Regions from separate parts of the Sus scrofa genome. Here region 1 is linked to region 2. Evidence: chromatin contacts called from public promoter capture Hi-C data. All regions are on one chromosome and are shown on one strand. Each heading gives the region's core, a stretch centred on a gene start, on an enhancer-like site or on the middle of the called end of the contact. The rest is flanking DNA. Distances are from core to core; before and after follow the strand shown.

Region 1 (7,439 bases), core at 3,555-6,054, 74 kb after region 2:
CTTTTTCATGAAGATTACAAGCCATAAATAAACACCAATGTATTATGCTGAGTTATTTTAAAACCATGAAACTTTCAGAGGGTTCTGAGCTTTTTTGGAAAGACCCCAGTTTGCTTTAGATCCTTTTTCTGTTCTTCAAAGTTTCTCTCTTTTCCTGCTATTAATGGTCCGTTCACAATGTCACCTACAACTACTTTTTACTAAACTCCTGGAGCAGTGATTCTCAAAAAAGTGTAGCCCCCAGACCAGCAAGTATCAGCAATCAGTAAGAAGATAGCTTACTAGAGATGCAAATTTATGGGTTTCATTCTAGACCTGAATCAGAAGCTCTCCAGTTAACACAAGCTAAATTTTGTAAAAGGGGTTACTGTAGTCAGATACCAAGCAATTAAAACCCTGTTTGAACTCAAAATTCTTAATGACAGGCCTACTCCTATGAAAGTAAAAGTAGTTGAACACTGGAACATGGATACTGTGGTCTATATTTTGGTATTCCATTTGGTCTTTGAACACAGCCAAGGCTGCTTAGTTTATTAGAAACAAGTATTTCCTTTAAGTTTCCAAATAGGTTAGCCTCTGGTTAAGGTCTCAAAGGAGAGAAAAAAACTTAAACTCTGAGTTAGAGCAACTGAAATTCAACATTTTCTTTACGAATATAGGCCGCCCACCCCTCAGGAGTATTAGTAGTATTTAAGACTTGCTATTGGAAGTCACATCACAACTGCATATCTCAAAACATGGTTTATGCTTATCACTGTTTCCAAATTAAAGGAGTTATTAAATCTGCTCATTAGTCTATAAATTTTTCACTCAAAATTAATTCTTTTGAGATAACAAAACAAATGGATACAGCTTGGGAGACAGTGCTCACAAAGAGATGTAGGCATTTCTTTTATAATAATCGAGAATTGGCTATAAAATTATCCCACCAATAACAATTAGTCACTCCCATCGGCACTATTAGCAATAGTTTAATGACTACTTACCCTTGTCTGGGTGATTTAAAAGCATAATTCGTCGATGAGCATCTCTTATTTTTCCTTTATTGGCAGTAGGGCTAATTTAAAAAAGAAAAAGTATTGCTTACTTCAGACTAATTCTGGGTCACATTATAAAATGGTACTTTAAAAGGTCAACTGAAGATACTGTGAAACGAGTAAATGAACATAACAGTATGAAAAGCCATTTAGAGAGTTCCCATCATGGCTCAGTGGAAATGAATGACTAGTGTCCATGAGGACTCAGGTTCAATCCCTGGCCTAGCTCAGTGGGTTAAGGATCCGGTATTGCTGTGACTGCTGTAGGTTGCAGATGCAGCTTGGATCTGGCCTTGCTGGGGCTGTGGTGTAGGCTGGGGGCTACAGCTCCAATTGGACCCCTAACCTGGGAACTTTCATATGCTGTGGGTGTGGCCCTGAAAAAAAAACTATTTAGGAAACTCTTTTCTAACATAAGGAAGATGAACATTCTGAATCACAGAACTAAAGAGAGCTCCTTAGAAAAATAAATAGGGAAATCTCAAATACTCAGTTGAACCTGAAACTATTCACTACCATAATCCTTTTATTGAAAAGGAAAGCATGTTTAAGTATTTGGAAATGAAGGCAGAATTTCACCACAAAAAATGTGTTACTCAGAGAATAATACTGAACACTGTGACTATCTGTTGAAAAATCTACCTTCAGTGAGTTAAAATACTATGTGTCAATGTACCTTCTTGTTGGACATTGTAGGAAATGTTCAGATTTTCTTTTCTTTCTTTTTTTTTTTTTTGTCTCTTGTCCTTTTTTTTGGGCCACACCTGAGGCATATGGAGGTTCCCAGGCTAGGGGTCAAATCGGAGCTGTAGCCACTGGACCAGCCAGAGCCACAGCAACACCAGATTCGAGCCAAGTTTTCGAGCTACACCACAGGTCACAGAGACACCGGATCCTTAACCCACTAAGCAAGGCCAGGGATCAAACCTGCAACCTCATGGTTCCTAGTCGGATTCTTTCTACTGCGCCAGGACAGGAACTCCGGAAACGTTCAGATCTTAAAAATGTACATGATACAATAACTCCTTCCTAATAAAAAGGTTTTTCTTACATTTGCTTATAGCTCTAAAGTTGAAGGAAAATATTAAAAATATAAGAAATTATTTTACCTTACACCTAGTATCAATGCTGCTTCCCGTTTTGTCATTTGGGTTCAAACCCACCTCTGTAATAGCCACCACTGAAGGCCTGAAAGAGTAAATGCATTTTAAGATTATTAAAATAAGATGAAAATTATTTTTAAAGTGTAAATATTTATAGAACCAGCAGAAAACTGAAGACATTTCAGAGAACTTTAAGTGCAATTACCATGGTATTTTAGCTTTATTAGTAGAAACAAATATTTTAATGATCATTATAGATCCACCTCCCACCTCCCTGCGAAAACCTAAGCTGTCTTAAAGATACAAAACAACAGTGCCTCAAAGCCAGTTCTTCTGGGAGTGAAGGGAGGGTTATTTCTTTTCTTTTCTTTTTTTTTTTTTTTTTTTGCCATTTCTTGGGCTGCTCCTGCGGCATATGGAGGTTCCCAGGCTAGGGGTCGAATCAGAGCTGTAGCCGCTGGCCTACACCACAGACACAGCAATGCGGGATCTGAGACGCCTCTGCGACCTACACCACAGCTCATGGCAACGACGGATCCTTAACCCACTGAGCAAGGCCAGGGATCAAACCTGCAACCTCATGGTTCCTAGTCAGATTCATTAACCACTGCGCCACGACGGGAACTCCGGGAAGATTATTTCAAGTTAGCCACATTATAGATAAAAATTTGATCTCAGAATATGACTTTTTTGTTGGCTGCACCTGCAGCATGTTAAAGTTCCCGGGCCAGGGATCAAACCCAAGTCACAGCAGCCACCTGAGCTGCTGTGGTGACAGCCAGATCCTTAACCTGCTGAGTCAGAATATGACTGTTTTAGAACAAGTTCTTTAAGAAGAGAATTTAGATATCTTTTGAGACAAGTAAGTCTAGGATATTTTGAGGTTCAAGGCAACTACTCAAATAAGATTTTAAGATATGTATTGAGAAAATCAGGCTATTACGTTCACTGACCTTAGTATGTCAAAACTCGTATTAGTAAAGCCTACCATCTGTGTCACATTCAAATTCATTCTGAATTTTGACCACAGAAGGTATCATCATTACATCCAGTCATACTTTAGAGCCTAGGTAACTGCAGTGTTACTCAAGTATCACGTCAGGGAGTGCCAGACCACACAGTAAAGATGGATCACTTCAGGTTCTTTGATCCCTGTGTTTGTGATGTAGAGCAGTTTAAGGATGGCAAAAATGTGGACAAATGATAAAGATAACCATATGTAAACAATAAAGTGATATTAACTTTCATGATGCTAAAACCTCTTCCCCAAATCCATTACACATAACATTTAATTTTTTTAGGGCAGCACCACTACAAAGCTCAGAACTTGTAAACCTTCCTTGTGGAAGGCAAGAAAAGGGGTCCAAAGCTATCACTCAGAACTTCATGGATGTCTGGAGATTTCACCCTCTTCAAGTGTGGTTCTAGGCCTCATACACAGATAGCAAAGAATTAACAAAAATGTTTAGTCTTACAGATTTTGGTAGACTTTGAAAAACTTGTTTTACTTGAGGTTCCATATGCTTCATGGCTTGTAAAGCGTAACGGCCTAAAAACAAAAGCAATAAAATAATTAAGAAATCTCCAACCTCCCCTACTTCACTTCCACACCCAAACCATTAACGAACCTGCAAATCCTGCAGCAGCAATGGTCAGTCCAACTGCTACCACTGTACTAGCCTGGTAAGGGGAAACAGAGTAAGCATTTATTTCTCTGATTCTCACCCTTCCCTATCACACCCATTTCTCCATTCCAACTCATTACAAGTTTTATTTCAATGGGAGAAACAACTTTTAGGGTGAAAAATATTCTGCCCAATGATCCTGAAAATTTTATATCCAATGCACTGTGAAGGAATGGGATTTTAACTACGGAAGAAAAAGGAAAATAGATTTGCTTATTTACTTTTACAAGAGTGAAACGGATTATTTCCCTCCCCTTGAAAAAACCTCTCTTTCACCTTTTGGGTAAGTGAAGTCACATTAAAATTCAATCAAGAGCAATGGAAATAAAGTTTCTACTAGAAAAGGAAGAAATGTTTACAGAGGATTCCTAAAAAATTCTGATAACGCATTTTCAAAGTTAAACATGGGCTTAACTAGGCTGGCTTTTCATAGATAGCCCTTTCGGGACCAACCTGCCTCACGATTACAGAACAAAAAAGAACGCCAAACATGTCCTGGAATGGAGAAGAGGTGTATCAGCAAGAGAGCCAAGGGGAAAGACAGAGCAAACTACACAAAGGACTGTGAGGATGTTTTAGGGAAATGGCAGGCATAATCCACTGCGTTTCTACCAATCTCCGAACCCCAAGTACGGCGGGCACAAAGGCCCGAAAACAAGGGTGAGCCAACAGCTCTGTGTTCTAGAGAGGGTGACTCCCCAGGGAGCTACACCCCTAGCCCAAAGTCGCATTAGGGTGACAACTGAAGTTCCTCTCCGAGACCGTGAGCTGAGGTCGAGGCCTGGGCGGGAGATTGCTTAGGAGGCCAAATGGCCGCACTCACCATGGCTCCTGTTCAGCTCCCCTACCTCCACCGGGATCGCGGTTCATCACAGCCCAAGTCCCTAGCACAAAGTGGCGAGCCACCACCAGCAAGTACAAAACGCTCAGACACGGGCGTCCCAGGAAATACGGCAGTGGCGGCCGTAAACTAGGCCGGAAAACTGTCGTAAAAGGGGACGGCTGACAGAAGGAAAAGGTCGCTCAAGAAGTGGGCAGGTGGAGAACGCGACTTCGGATTGGTTGATGGGTGGGCGGCTCGCCTCCTTACTGGGTTAAAAGGTGGGGCTCCTGTGTGTTTTGTCCTTTACTCCTGGCCTTAGGGTATTTGGAAATTCCTGCGGGGGAAGAATACTGCTGTAGGAGGGCAGGAGCAATCACTGTGTAACTTCTTCACTCAGAACATTTTTCTTTATTTACCGTTTAGCACTTCCATTTGTCATTTGTTTTGTTTTGTTTTGTTTTTAAACTGTTAGGTGTAATGAATATACATAAATATGCCATAACAAGTCCACGTAAATACGTATCAACCCAGTATAGCAAGGAGAAAACCAAATGAGCAAACCACAGTGTGTTCGAGGTGTTGTTTGGTATCTTTATTTTTTGCATTGTTTAAAAAAGTTTTATTTAAATACGTGACTTGACAGGAACTTATGTGAATGTTTGGGGGTCGATTTTGTGGAAAAGAATTACTACTTCAAAGACAATTAACATTCTGATCATGAGATCTCAAAATCACCATAACTGAAAAATACCTTTTAAAATTTCTCCCCCTCTCCTTAAAATAAAAAGTAAGATTTGGTTTTGCCCTTACAGGGCATCAGTTTCATATATCCCTACATACATGCTTGAGAAGGGAAAAATAATGGAGACAATAGTGGAAATTTTCCAACATGATGTTTGATCAAAATAAATTTGGAATTACTTCCCACTTAGAATTTACAAAGTATTTGGGAAATCTATTCACATTGCAATGAAATTCTGCTTTGAAGAGCTTGTTGATTAGACAAATATGTGAATTTGTTGGCTTTGCTTTTCTCATCTATAAAAATATTCTGTGTTTGGAGCTCCAAGAGCTTTAATAGCCCTAAGATTTTCATACTGTAATTTATTGTCCACAAATGATCCAGCACTAAGACCCTAGTGTTGACGTCTACATCTTTCTCTTTTGCTTCTCTTTTATCTAGCTTTTACCCAACAACTACAAAAGAAGTAACTTTTCTTATGTCAACTGGGACATAAGACCTTGGGAGCAAACTGACAGCAAAAAGCTAGACTGCTCCCTCCAAAACTTTCTGTTATGTGTAGTTTTGTCATGTACAAACTATGACATGCAGCTTGCTCATGGTATACGAGGCCAGTCTTAGGAAACTAGGGGTGGACAACACAAGCAAACACTTGAAGTTAAAAATAGCTCTGTTTTTGGAGGCAAATCAAGCTAGATGTATAGCCTGTCTCTGTGACTTGTTAATTGTTTGACTTTGGACAAGTTATTTCTGACTCTTGAGTTTTCTCATTTGTAAAAACAAGGGTAATGATGGTTACCTTGCCAAATTTTTGTAAGCAGGTAAATCACTTCTTAGGGAGGAATAAATGAGAGGTGAGAAGGAACAGCTAGAAGTATTCTTACTTTGTAGCTTTCAAACTTTTTTTTTTTTTTAACCATGATTCCTAGTAAGAAATGTATTTTACCTTGTGACCTTAGGAAATACATACTTGAACACACACAAATTCACATTGAATTTAATGTGAACTTAAATTGAATTTAATGGAAATTAATGTTTTTGAGACAGTGCTTGTACTTGCTTCAAGAGATGCATGCTGGTCTTTCTATTTCTTGAAAAAATAAACAAAAACAAAGCAAAACCCCAAAACCCATTAAGTTCACAGCTCACTAACTAGTCATGATCTGGGGTTTAGAAAGCATCACTCCAGGAAAATCCACCCTTGGAAATAAGATGCCAGGCAAATAAAAGGTTTTTTCCCCTAAAAACTGTATGTCAGACATTGTGCTAAATGCTTTATGTTGATGATTTCACGTCACTTCATGACAGTAATACTTATTTCTGTTTTGCAGATGATGATATTTTGCCAAATATATTTATTTTCCCCCTCCAGATCCCTTCTCTACTCTTTTACATTCTGTTCTGTGTCCCAGAGGAACACAGGAGGCTAGGAGGCTGACCTTAATGGACTGAATCAATGGGCTTCCTTGTCTTCCAGCTTGGGGTTCAGTTACATCTGTGATCAAAAAAGATCAGAAGACAGGAGGAGAGTGAGTTCATGGTCTTCATTTTTCCATTTTCATTTCTGGTGGTTGCTGAAGGCTAGCTGAGTTTTTCCAGTGAAGAATACAGTTCCTGTTGTGTGTGTGTTCAGGTAATTACTCTCACTCCTTGTTATTTCATGTCTAAGGGTGGTAAGGCGTTCATTGACCCTTGAAGCTGTGCTAGACACTGAATACTTGACTGTCATTTGCTAATTTTCCTCAATCCTGTCCACAACTTTGTGAACAGTCCCCAGTTAAAATTTCTTCAGTTACTCCACTCAGATATGCCCTTTGTTTCCAGCATGAATGGTAATTATTGTGAGAGGCTACTGCAATCAAGTAGGAGTTGGTTACAGCAATAGAGGTAGAAGTGGCTGGATTCCTGCTTATACTTTGAAGGAAGAGCTGATAGAATTTGCTAATGGATGAGATGTAGTATGTGAAAGAAACAAAGGATTAATGAATGACTCCCAAGCAGTAGGTTTTAGTAGCTGGAAGGCTGGAGTTGCCACTTCATGGAACTGGA
Region 2 (6,729 bases), core at 3,184-5,683:
TCCTTTTGGGGAAGCCTCAGTCTTTTAAGGCTTCAACTGACTGCATGGAGACCCACCCACATTAAAGATGTGGTATAACATACATTTTCAAAAGATAGCATATGGTGTTTTAAGCCTCTAAATCTTAAATTTAGAGGCAATTTGTTTTTTATGAGGCAAGATAAAAAATCACATAAATTTTAAATACCTTACCATATACAAGTAAGAACCTTGACATTTGATATTTGATTGTTAGGATTTTTGTTAGTTTGTTTTTGGCTGGACCCTAGGCATGTGGAAGTTAGTTCCCTGGGCGGGGACCCAAGGTACTGAAGTGACAATGCTGGATCCTTAACCTGCTGCGTCACAAGAGAACTCGATTATTGTTTTTTGAGGGACATGGCATTTTATTTTAAAAAATTCACTTTAAAAAAAATTATAAAAGTTAATACATGTACATGAAAGAAAAAAGTAACAAAAAAATGCATGAAAAACCAATTCTCCCCCCTCGCATAAATAAACTGTGCTGCAGCTTATTTCTCTTAATAATACATGTGGAAGAGTTTTCCATATTTGCACATATGAATGTACTTCTTTTTTTGGCTGCCTCTTGGCATGTGGAGTTACATGGCCAGGGATAATACCCAAGTGGCTAGTGAGACCTATGCTGTTGTTGCAACAGCAACCCCAGATACTTAACCCATTCTACTGGGGTCTGATCAAACCTGCTTCCGAACCTGCATCTTGGCGCTCCGGAGATGCTGCTCACCCTGTCACAGCACAGTGGAAAATCCTGACTGTACTTACTTTCAAGGTTCCCAAACTTTCTTGCTTTATAGTATTCTTAGTATCTCAGTACTCAGTACCTTACCCAAATAAATACCCAACGATTCTGTTTATTAAGTGGTTAGATGTTAAACTTTATGAAGCATTTATGTTATAACAGTTTACTTATTTATATTTTTAGGGCCGTACCGTGGCATATGGAAGCTCCCAGGCTAGGGGTCAAATTGGAGCTACAGCTGCCTGAGAAAGCCACAGCCACAGCAACTTGAGATCCAAGCCCAGCCTGCGACCTACACCACAACTAATGGCAACGCTGGATCCCTGACCCACTGAGAGAGGCCACGGATACAACCCACATCCTTGTGGATACTAGTTGGATTCATTTCTGCTGTGCCACAAAGGGAACTCCATGTCATAACAATTTAATACACATGTGAAAATAAATGTCTAAACTAATAGAAAAAATATTTTAATTTCATTCTTAATCCAATTTCTTGCTAATGGGATGTGCTACCCATGGTCACTACACACCTTTCTTGGAATCACAGTGGACATTGCCTCATTTCCTATTCCAAATTGATTCTTGTTTTATTGTTACATTAATTGCTGAAAACCCATGCTTGCAGAGATGTGAAATCACCAATTGATGTAGCATGATATAATATTGAAACTGAACTACCTTGAGATAGCAGCGTGCACAATGTCCAACAGGTGTCAAGCATCACTGTGTTTACCTAAAAAATGTAAAATATCTTGAGGCACTTCTGTGAATTTACTGCCATGTCCTAGTGCCTGTTGCACTATCTGGGAACTCTGGCCCTCTCCCATTCCTTTTAATGAATGCATATTAATCCATTTTATGGGTAAACTTGTCTTAATTACTACTCTATTAAGGATTAACTTAGGCTCTTGCTGGCTTTTATTTCCTTTCCTCTTTCATTTGTTTTTTCCTTTATTGTGACTGTGAGTTCCTTCCATCCATGAAAATTCCTTATAAACAATCCTGTAAATTTATTGAGTGTATCTGTAGGATAAATTTGTGTAAATTGAATTGCTACCTTAAGTGGTATGATTAATTTAAATGTTGATACCTTTAAAAAAAATGTCTCCATAGAGGTTTAACCAATTTACATATTCGTGTATCAACATGGCCATTTTCCAAATTTTTTCTAACACTTGTTTCATGAAACTTTTAAACCTTTATCATTCAAGGAGATAAAAATTGTTATCTAAATGATGTTTTAATATGTATGTTTTTGTTGATAGTTTTAGCTGTGAGCATTTTTACTGTTTTAATTTATATTTAATTTTATGTCAACTGTTCATCTTCTTTGTCCATTTTTCTGTGGGATTATTTGTGCTTCCTTATGATTTGATTTGTAAGAGATCTTTATTTAGTAAGGAATTTAGTAATTTTTACTCATGGCTAACTTTTGATATTGTTTATGGTAATTTTTTTTCTTTGATTAGTTTTAGGTGTTTTTGGATTCAAATTTACAAGTCTTTCCCCATTGGTTTCTGGGCATTTTATTATGGCAGAAACAATTAAATAATAGTTTAAAATTTACCCATATTTACCTGTACTATTTTAATGATTATTTTTGCTGTTAAATCTTTGTTCCAACTAGAATTTATTTTGATATAAGTACTAAAGTAGGGATATGCATTTGTCAGATTTGTTGCTGTTTTTTTTGTTTGTTTGTTTTTTTTTTTTTTGATTTTGGTTGCCCCAAGGCATATGGAGTTCCTGGGCCAGGGATCAGATCCTAGTGGCAATGGAGACCTAAGCCTCAACTGCAGCATGCCATCCAATCCACTGTGCTTGGATAGGCATCCAACATGGGTCCCAGCGCTCCCAAGACAGAGCAGGAACTCCCATTTATCAGATTAATTAATGCTAACTGCTATTCTAAACAACCTAAAATCTTTGTGGCAAAACATTAATAAAAATTTTTCTCTCCCATACAGAGTCCAAACTAGAAAATGACAGACTTCTTTTGGATTTCAAATGGGCAATCCATATTCAGAGCCCATGCTCTTAACTCTTATTATTAATTATTCTTCAAGTGGGGATGTAATTTAGTCCTTTGTGCTTCAACTTTACATTAGGTAATGGCCTAGGGTGGAATGAGGCTCTCTGTGATTTGCAGAGTAATACCAGTATAGTTTCCTTCTTCGGTCATCCTGGGTTGCCTATATCTTAAGAAATAAATTAAGGTACACTACAATATAAGATAACTGAACTCAACAGTTTGGTTTAATGCAGTTTTCTTTTATATTAATTCTTATACTCAATGTCTGATAATGTATTGTGATAAATCAAAGATCCTATGGAACAAAAGCTGAAATATTTTATGACTCCTGAGTCTTTCATTAGCTATTTAAAATATGGCACAATCTGTTTTAAAAACTGTTGGTTGAAATATTAAATGTTATTTTAGACTTTCTAAATCTGTCTCGAGGAAGAAAAGCTATAGTTTCAATTTAGTCAAATTAAAATTATTTTCTTTTTTCTTGTCTTTTCAGGGTCACACCTGCGGCATATGGAGGTTCCCAGGCTAGGGGCTGAATTGGAGCTACAACTGCAGGCCTACACCACAGCCACAGCAATACAGGATCTGAGCTGGTCTGCAACCTACACCTGAGCTCACCACAATGCCTGGATCCTTAACCCACTGAGGCCAAGGATCAAACCCCAGTCCTTATGTACTAGTTGTATTCGTTTCCGCTGCGCCAGGAGGGAAAATTCCTAAAATTATTTAAAATGATTATAGCATACTTCCATATCAGATTTTATTAAGACAACTCCAACTAAATTTGGTGTCACAAAATTGATCAAAATCTTAGGTTCTTAGTGTTCCAGTAGCTTTCCCCAGAAAAGGCTAGGACTAGGCAAGTGGGCATTTCCTTTAAAGCAAAGCATTCTTTTCTAGAGTTTTTCTGTCAAAATGGTAATACAGTACATGGAAAAGAATAATTCTGGTATTATTTCCAAAGGCCTTGCTTTGGGAAAACGTTTCAGGATTAATAAGATAGGTACTCAAAGTATCTCCATAATATCACTTACTGTGTTGGTGTAGGTTCTGACAAAACAGTTAATTCGGGTTTGATCCTGTTTGTGGAAGTTCGCACGCGTTGCAGTAGGGGAAAATGTGGTGTCCGGCTTTGTCGAATTTTTTTGATTACTTCTAATAATGAGCATTACCTCCTAAACTCTGCTGCGGATTGTGAGCCCATCTAAGCTGAACTTTACTTAGTTTGACTTTTTAAACAACTAAAGTGCTAACAGGTGGGGAGAGGGCTGGCTCGAACAATGAATGTAAGGAGGTGTGGAACTGTGGAATTTGAGTCAGGAGACCACCGATTTCTTTTTTTTTTAAGAGCGAGACGAATTTAGACGACATAGTATGTACATTTTTAGGCTCCCTCGTCCTCTTAAAGTTTGTGGTAGTGGGCGTCTGGAAGCCCCTAGAGTTGCTCTCCAGGGCTACTAGCACTCAAGGAAGTTGCAGGGCAGGGTGTCCGAAGCCAACGGAATGCAAAAGCGTGGGGCTGGCGGCGCTCCAGAAGTTCACTTCTTGCGGCTGGAAGTACCGACGTCTGGGGCGGGCAAACTGCGGACACGGGGCGGGGACGTAGGGGCGGGTCAGCAAAGGCCAAGCGATTGTGTCGGGAGAAGGACGGGGCTTGGCGGCGGGCGGGCGGAGCCCCGGGCAAGTGATGTAAGAAACTGAGGGATCCCACTGGGAGAGTCTGGGCGGCGCGGTGAGACCCCAGGGGTGTGGGGCGGGGGATCCCAGTCCCCGCCCTGTTTTCCCCGCCCCTCCCCCTGCCTCCTTCACGCCCCGCCCTCCTCCTCCCCTCTGGTTGGAAAGTTTCTAGAATCTCTTCCCAGCGGCCTTTGCGGTTCCAACATGGCGGAGCTGACGGTGGAGGTTCGCGGCTCCAACGGGGCTTTCTACAAGGTACCAACCCTTCTGCCGCTTTGTCTGGTCTTCTGCGGCCTAGGGCAGGTTTGGGAGTGGGTTGGTGGTTCGGGAGAGTGAGGTGTGGGGTCGAAAAGTGCGGCTAGGCCAAAGCCCGAGGCCTCTGGGTTCGTCGCTTCTCCCCCCTCCACCCGCGGTTTAACGGTCTCGGGGGCCCGGGCTCCGTTATGTTTTGAAACAACACTTCGGACATCTCTTGCGTATTCCCACTTCTGAACCTTCTTCTTGGATGATAGTGCGGCCGTTGGCTGGCCGGTGAGGAGGAGCCGAGTGGCTGCAGGGCGGCAGGGAGTTCCCTGGGAGCAGGCCCGAGCGCCGGGAGGTGGGGGGGTCGTGAAAAGAGGTGGTGGGATTGTGTGGTCACAGCGGCTCCCCCGCCCCTCGGACTGGGCCGAGCGGAAGCGCCTCTGCCCGCTGCTCCGACCCTTCCCCACCCCCATGGGGGGCGCCTCGCGGAATCTCAGGAATTCACCTTTGTACTAGGGTTTTGGGCTAATAAACTTGAGTGTCTGAAGGGGGAGCGGGTACCGGGTTGAGAGTTAGGATCGAAGATAAAGCTAGAAAACCTTGAAATGTGGCGGGTAGGAATATTTTCTGCGGCCTGGGAAATTGGGCGGCGCCTTAGCTCCTTATAACGAAAGAAAAGGAGAGGGTTCTAGGCTTTAAGGTTTAAAACGTGAACTGTATCAAGGAGACAGGTGGGGAGGTGACTATCAGTTACTCAGTATATTTAGGAGGAGATACTGATTTTTGCGCCCCCCGCCCCACGAGGTTTTTGTTTGTTTTCATTGGAAGGAAGGCGATGCATTACTATGGGATCCGAGCTGGAAAACGGAAAAGAATTCGAGAGTAGAGGAATTTAGTAGGGGCTTATAGTGTAGGGGTCACATAACTGAAAATGAAATCTTTGCAGATTAGTTTTGCTGTTATAACGGTCCTTTCTCCCTATTCTCCCTTTCTTCTGAAGTGTGTTAGGGTGTTACAAGATCAATACAAAATCTCCCCAGCTGTTGTCTGTCAGTCAACCTCACTAAGCCAGCATCTCAAATGTTTGAGAGTCCTGGCTATTTTTATGAAGGGCCTTCTCCTAATACAGGAGTATTGTGAGTACGCAGAATGAATTCGTTTTAGCGTACCTTTGATCTCCCGCGGAGTTTGATTTTATTAGGTGGTCGTAATTTGCTATTTTCAGCCTTGTTTTTACTCTCCTAGTTTACTGATTAGCTGTGTGGAATTGGTTTAGCTGTCACGTGGTAACAGCATAGTGGGGAGTCAGAGTTGACGTCTAAAAGGATCTCCCTAGGCTTTTTACGAGTTTAAATCTCCTTACGTGGTTAACATAAAGTAAAAACGGTGACTGCTTGGTGGGGAAGAGTACTTTAATGCGTGACTAGTTATACCTTATCAGTATCTGTTTAAAACTTAGTATCAGACAAAAGGCCTACCTAAAAATTGGACACTTTAACTGCTGTTTTTAAACCTAATGGTTGCCTTCTCTGAGCAAGGCAGACACAGTTGTGTTGTGACACAGTGCACATAGAATGGGATTACCATACTTTTTTTGTCAGGTAGATAAGGTTCATTAGTTTTGCATCATTGTCTATTCAGTTTTTGTGTACAGTTCTTGTATAATGGAGGTATGAATTTTTTCCTGGCATATTGAAACAGAAAAGGGTTATTTGCCGTAACAAATTATGTTCAGCATGTGTAGATAGATGCAACACCATTTCTTTATAGCAAAGATGGTTATATTTATGTTGATCACTTGTTATGCATATGCTTTTTTTTATTTTAAAAGCTTCAATAAGATCATCAGTTTGAAAGTTTTAGTGAAGATTACCATCTTACTTTGGTTTCTCATAGGTTTTTTTTTTTTTTTTCTATTTTTTCTGTTTTTGTCAGTTCACAAATCAAATATCCCCATTTTGGAACTCTAAAGTATTTGTTGTTGATACCTGTCCATACTGTGCAATTCTGT

Evidence for each region. Promoter capture Hi-C pulls out the DNA fragments that hold promoters and counts their contacts.
Region 1: a promoter capture Hi-C map of fetal liver shows a contact between it and region 2, with 2.7 times the contacts expected there. The contact joins the promoter of DNAJC19 here to the promoter of FXR1 in region 2. A contact is called at or near these places in 2 of 5 promoter capture datasets (fetal liver and fetal skeletal muscle), 3 of 47 Hi-C or Micro-C datasets (heart right ventricle, liver and skeletal muscle) and 2 of 2 datasets of contacts at active chromatin or transcription factors (alveolar macrophages and skeletal muscle).

What each region holds. Positions count from the first base shown.
Region 1 is chr13:118,908,466-118,915,904 of Sscrofa11.1, forward strand. DNAJC19 (DnaJ heat shock protein family (Hsp40) member C19) reads right to left here and starts at 4,805. Exons shown (of 7, transcript NM_001190204.1): 1 at 4,649-4,805; 2 at 3,769-3,820; 3 at 3,616-3,689; 4 at 2,187-2,225; 5 at 2,147-2,184; 6 at 987-1,057. The coding sequence starts at 4,651.
Region 2 is chr13:118,834,881-118,841,609 of Sscrofa11.1, forward strand. It overlaps FXR1 (fragile X mental retardation syndrome-related protein 1), which reads left to right and starts at 4,434. Exons shown (of 18, transcript XM_021071238.1): 1 at 4,434-4,487; 2 at 4,641-4,730. The coding sequence starts at 4,680.